Regions from separate parts of the Danio rerio genome. Here region 2 is linked to region 1. The links are chromatin contacts, called in public Micro-C maps. All regions are on one chromosome and are shown on one strand. Each heading gives the region's core, a stretch centred on a gene start, on an enhancer-like site or on the middle of the called end of the contact. The rest is flanking DNA. Distances are from core to core; before and after follow the strand shown. Region 1 has its middle 50 kb from the start of si:ch211-195b13.1. Region 2 holds the start of si:ch211-195b13.1.

Evidence for each region. A called contact is a pair of places that touch in the nucleus more often than the background predicts.
Region 2: a contact with region 1 is called in a Micro-C map of caudal fin, with 2.9 times the contacts expected there. The contact joins the promoter of si:ch211-195b13.1 here to the enhancer-like site in region 1. A contact is called at or near these places in 2 of 18 Hi-C or Micro-C datasets (caudal fin and an unstated tissue).

The regions. Positions count from the first base shown.
Region 1 is chr19:27,242,097-27,245,092 of GRCz12tu, reverse strand. No RefSeq gene overlaps it. Among named protein-coding and RNA genes, the nearest start is that of si:ch211-195b13.1, 50 kb to the left of the region's middle. Within about 2 kb of position 1,267, at least 10 of the 62 cell types and tissues checked have an H3K27ac peak or open chromatin away from gene starts, as enhancers often do. A contact at or near this core is called in caudal fin, where this site is marked.
Region 2 is chr19:27,292,514-27,295,387 of GRCz12tu, reverse strand. si:ch211-195b13.1 reads right to left here and starts at 1,555. Exons shown (of 12, transcript NM_001077302.2): 1 at 1,348-1,555; 2 at 601-676. The coding sequence starts at 1,417.

The DNA.
Region 1 (2,996 bases), core at 18-2,517:
ACAATATGTGCTTAAAAGGTAAACATACAGCATTTGTACATGCAGGTATAAACTGCTTACTAACATCTGTTAATGTCTGTTCATAAACATTTGTTCATGTTTAACAAGTAATAAATTCACTATTTGCTAATGCTTATTAAACGATTCACAGTGTGTTTTTATAAAGTATTACCGTATGGTAGCTTCTGTTTGCCATCCATTCTCTCTCTGTCAGCATAGGTGTTGTTTACATTAAAATGTTATGGTTTTAAAATGCATACTTTTTTTTACATAAATACCTGGCATCCATACAAAAAAGGAGGGTTTAGGCCCAATCCCAATTCTACCCCATAGCCCTACTCTACTTTTGCACGTTCACGCGAAGGGGCATGGGCATCCCAATTCCCTTTAGCTTTAAGTGGTAGGGCTATGGGGAAGGGCTAGATACCCATTGAAACAGAGATTTTTCACTTGAAACCAAGGGGTATGAAAATTTCCCAGAATACACCAATTACAACAGCAGCCTTGCTGCATACGAAAGCAAGGGGATACACAAATTAGTATTTTTTTGTCATTATTACGAATTTTTACAACAAACAAGCATATGTTTTAATACATTCATAACAGTGTTTGTGTATGACCTTTTTACAGTGTCTGCTATAATGTTAATGTTGTTTACTGGTGTGTTTACATAGATGTATATGGCCACTGTGTAAATACACAGTACAGTTATGATCTTACTGTCACATTAGATCGGTATAATAGTACAATATATGCCTTCAGTGATTTAATACCAAAAGATAAATACCAAAAAATAACACAACTGCAAAAGGCGCGATCATCAATCTCATACGGAGCATTTTACTTAGGGAAAATTTTTAAGCCTTTCCCTTTACACTCTGCTTCAAGGGCCAAGGGGAGGGTGTTGGGATACAAAATAGAACTGGGATTGGGTCTTAGAACCAGTGGAGGCATAGCTATCCATATTGCACAAGCGGTAGACTTTAAGGATTCCGGCAAAATATGCTCATGTCTAGTGATCATGAATGATCACGTATCATGCGTTTTGGGTAAATACTGGGGATGTTGACCATTATTCTTAAATGCAATACAAATGCCTGTTTAGATGAGGAGCTTTAAATAAATAAATAAAACACTAATTTTAAAGTGAACATTTGAAATACCAAAAGCAGGGTAGCTAAACAGCCTGTTTTACTATAGAAGCCTGCAGGCCTGGCAAAGTATTAGTCACATTCCTCACTCCTCCTCACACTCTTGGCAGGCACAGAAAATGCAGTGTTGCTTGGACTAGAAAGCATGATCCGTGACGTGACAGTTTTTTTGTCTGTTGTTGGAAACACACTCCTCCTCACACTCTTGGCAGGCACAGAAAATGATAACAATGTTATTGGATAGTGTGATGAATATGAAAACCTACTGTAGGACCGACAAGCATACTGAGAAATTATGCAGTGTGGCTTGAACTAGAAAGCATAGTCCATGACGTGACTGTTTTTTTGTCTGTTGTTTAAAATATTTAACAAACATACCCCTGCACTCTTGGAAATAAAGGTACAAGAGCTGTCACTGGGGCGGTTCCTTTTCAAAAGGTACACACTTATACTTAAAGGGTCCATAATGGTACCTCAAAAGATTATATTTGTACCTTAACATTTTAAAAGGTACACTTTTGTACTTTTTAGGTACTAATATATACCCTTGATGTGATAATGTACCCTTTTAGGTACAAATATGTAGCTTTTAAAAAGGTACCACCCCAGTGACAGTTCTTGAACATTTATTTCTGAGAGTGTGAGGATCAAGTTTACTATAATTTTCACGGATGTTTGCTTGTTAGTTACTAAAGTGTTGCTGATGTTGCTAATAAAGACATTGTTATGTGTTTGCCATAGTTGCTAGCGTCGCCTTTATTTCTGTAATTCTGTATAGTAGCTGAGGTAAATGCTGAGGTGCAGATGATAGAGCTTTCATGGTTGCTATAACCAGTGCAGTTACTAAAGTTGCTTTTACACTGAGTGGTATGGTAAAGTTTGGCAAAACTCAGCTGACTTCAGTTTTGATCAGGGGCGATTTCAAACAATGACATCGTGGCTGACTGTCATAGTACAATGCATCGTTTGGCAAAAGAACAATGTAGTGACGAGTGTTTCCAAAAACCGTAGCTGCTTTGTAATAGATCCATCCTTTAAGCCATGTTATACAATATAACGCAAAACTTCTATAGTGATGTCCATAACTTCTTTGGAGAAAAAACCCATATTTTTGTGCAAATAATATTGGTTTACATGGACACACATTTAAAAAAATACAACATTATTTTTGGTAAAAACATGCTCTTGTTTTCCAGTATTAATTGAAATATATGTAAACGGTACATGTAGGGCCTGTGTTTCTTTTACAAACATTATTGTGAACATGCCATATTCTATTGTATTCTATTGTATCATATTCTATCTCAACCACTAAGCTAACAGTCAAATATTATATATAAATCACATAAACTGTTATGCTAATGGATTTAATTTACAGTAGGCCAATTATTAAGAAAAAGAAAAAAATCCTACTTAATAATAATAATTATTATTATAAATATTTTATCATTATTATTATTGTTATTATTATTAAGTAGAATATAGTTTTTTTTAAAGTCTACTTTTACATTTGGACACATTCAAACCATTGCAGAAATGTTCTAATCAATAGGTCCATATCATGTAGGCCTACAGTAAAGGGACATTTCTTAATAAATAACCTACTATAAATTAAAAGCATTACCGTATGCTATATATTTTTTCTTTTCACTTTGGAGATGTGAATTTCGGTTTAAAATAATAGGCCACCTATATCTTTCATCATGAGCCATGGCTGCGTTCAAAATGTCATAAATGTTTTCAAAGTGCACTGCGAAGGGAGTGCTATTGTCAATATGAAGATCGCTCAAACTGAACTGTAAAAATACTTAAAAAGCAAATTACACCTAAGAGAGATGACTTTAA
Region 2 (2,874 bases), core at 306-2,805, 50 kb before region 1:
TCAATTATATAACACTAGCAAACTAAATATCAAATCTATTATACACTTTTGAAATAGTTTGCAACCATGAAACACTTCATACTGTCAATTCATTCAGAAAAACACTAGAATCTTCCAACACAAGTGGAGCATATGGAGGGTGACGCTGTGAGAATTTTTCCATTAGTCCGACCTGAATGACTCTAATGGGCCAAGCTTAATTGAATTAGTCCCTTATCCTAGTCTAGGGGACATTAAGGATTTTCTCAAAGGTGCTTACTGCAGCCAAGAGGCGGCCCAAACAGCTGCTTTTCGTGGAGCACTATTCTGGTGCTTGGCTTTATCTTGCCGGTACAGATTAACCTATACAATTAGCCATCGGAATGTACAGCCAAACTCAGATGATGGGATTACATCCTCTAGTACAGTCACCTCAATGAAGGTGTATATAAATAAACAACAGGCCACACTGCTGCCTTGGTGAATGAATGCTTGAAATGAACTAAACTGCTTTCTTAATGCATGTAATTTACTCTAATTCTAATGAAACTCTAATGAGAATTTTTCAGATCACACAATTGCATTTCACCATGTGTGTATTATGAAATATTATATACTTACTGTTGACAGATGGGAGGGTTGGAGACAAGCCTTTGGATGAAGTCGTTCAAGCCCATCTTCCTTTCTTTAATAAAAGCTAAAATGGAAAGAAAAAAAAACATTTACGTCAGAAGGAAATCCACAGCTGACGTCACTAACACCTTGCGTTTGAACTGAATACATCTACCATATGAGAGGGGAAACCCTTCAAAACCCTGAAGGTTATCGACAAAATAAACATTTGAACGTTGCGTCTTTGCCGGAAATCGTGTTTTTAATACATGTTGTGATTTAGCGTGCGCGTGAAGGTTGGTTGATGTAAAGAACAGTGTCAGTGTTACACAACAGACCGCAGTGCTCATTATGGCTCTACAAAGAACCGCTGTATATCAAAAACGACAATTGATCATTTCAATCTCTCTCACCGACCAGTTATTGAAACATTACACTAAAATCAAACAAACCAAATAAAAAAGTAATATTTATAATTAATAAAACACATTATTATTGTTATTATTAAAATTCGACTAGCTAAATAGGCTAATCATAGAATAATATCTTTTAAATTTAATCATCATAATCGTCATCATCATAATAATACAATAAAATGCACAAAAAAGACTAAAAATTTATACACACTCAAAAAAAAAAAAAAAAAAAAAAAAAAAACAACCACTCCTTTATAGACATTTCTCTCGTTACATTTCTAAAATATTGCATTCTTTTCCCAAACGCATAACCAAATAATCGCAATCTGTAGAGACATACCGGCAAGAACAGACACGATTCCTCTCATCTTGCAGTATGTCAAATCACATCCAGCCTGAGTAACTGCCATCACTTATTTAAGAAGTATAAATCCACAGGAGGAGTGTATTCCTTCAGAGCGCGCTGATCTCCCGTTCTAAACCGCTTGTTGAAGCGCACTACTGGACTGAGATGCCAGGCTGTCGGGTGGTCAGCGCTACTGTCTTCCACCTCCAGCGCTGGACTGGTACTTTTATACGGAACACGTGGTTGTGGAGGCGAGGCTCTGACATCACTTGAGTAACTGAGGAGACTTGCCAAATGTGATGTCACGGAATCCCGAGATCCTACGCTTCGGCCGATAGAGGGCGATGCAACGGAAGCGCGTCCATTCAAGTCAGGTTAGATTAAACGCTCGGCCGCTTTCTATCAATGGAAAATTACTACACAGCTGGCTCATAATCTCATCATAGCGAAACAGATTAACTCGTAATCCCAATCAGTAATGATGAGGAACGCGTGAAATGGTGAAAAATGAGAAATGTGTTTGGGAAAATGACTGTGCACGCGAGATTAATGTTCCTGCTGATGGAATGGTTGAACAGATGTGCAAAAAAATAAATAAATCAGCAGCATGCAGATGACGATGACGCATGTTATTAATCTGGGCAAGATTGGTAATCTGGTAAATCTGTTTTGCTAGATTCTCTTCTGTGAATAAATCTGACCAGGTCAAGGGTTTGTGGAAGGCAGTGACATTTACGTAAATGTACTCTGAGCCACATCATTTATTTCAGCCTGTTCTCCAGATGTGGTCCACTGACCCTGTAAATTATATAAGTGTGTCATAATGCAGCATTGCCTCTTTCTCAGTTATAGAATTGGTATGTTGGAAGAACTGCGATGAGAGGGGCCATTGTGCACACGCACTCACACAATACAGAATATAAAAACCAGTCATCATCACTTGCATTTTCACTTTTGCAGTACTATTTCATATTTCTTCTAGAATGCATAACCCGATCTATCTGTAAATCTGGTCCACACATGCATAATTAATCTGTTATTCTTTCTTTTTACACATAGAGGTTAATAGTTTTAAAATAGCCCTGCCAATGCCACCATTTATCACTAGTTATTTCTGTAGATGAGGAGTCTTCCCAAAGTGCACAAGCAGAATCTGTGGGCATGACATTAAGATTTACATGCTTTGTACAGTCTCTAACCAAACAGATCAGAGTTAAGAGGAATCGTGGAAGAGTTAAGACGTAAATCAGCTGGAGCTGCAGGTTTCAAATGACAGAAATGATGTGGAAGTTGTTAAGTGTAAGGTCATCTAGTTCAGTGGAATACCGGATAGTGGTGCTTATCAGTTTCTACTGTATGAGGGATTACTTTCCAGTCATAATCAGATCATTTTTTTTTTCATTTTAGCTTAGCAGTTATGCATTTCTATATTTATATATATATATCAGATTTATTTATATGTTTTATACATTTAATTATTTTTTACTTATTCTATGATGAGTAAAATACTGTTTACTTAAC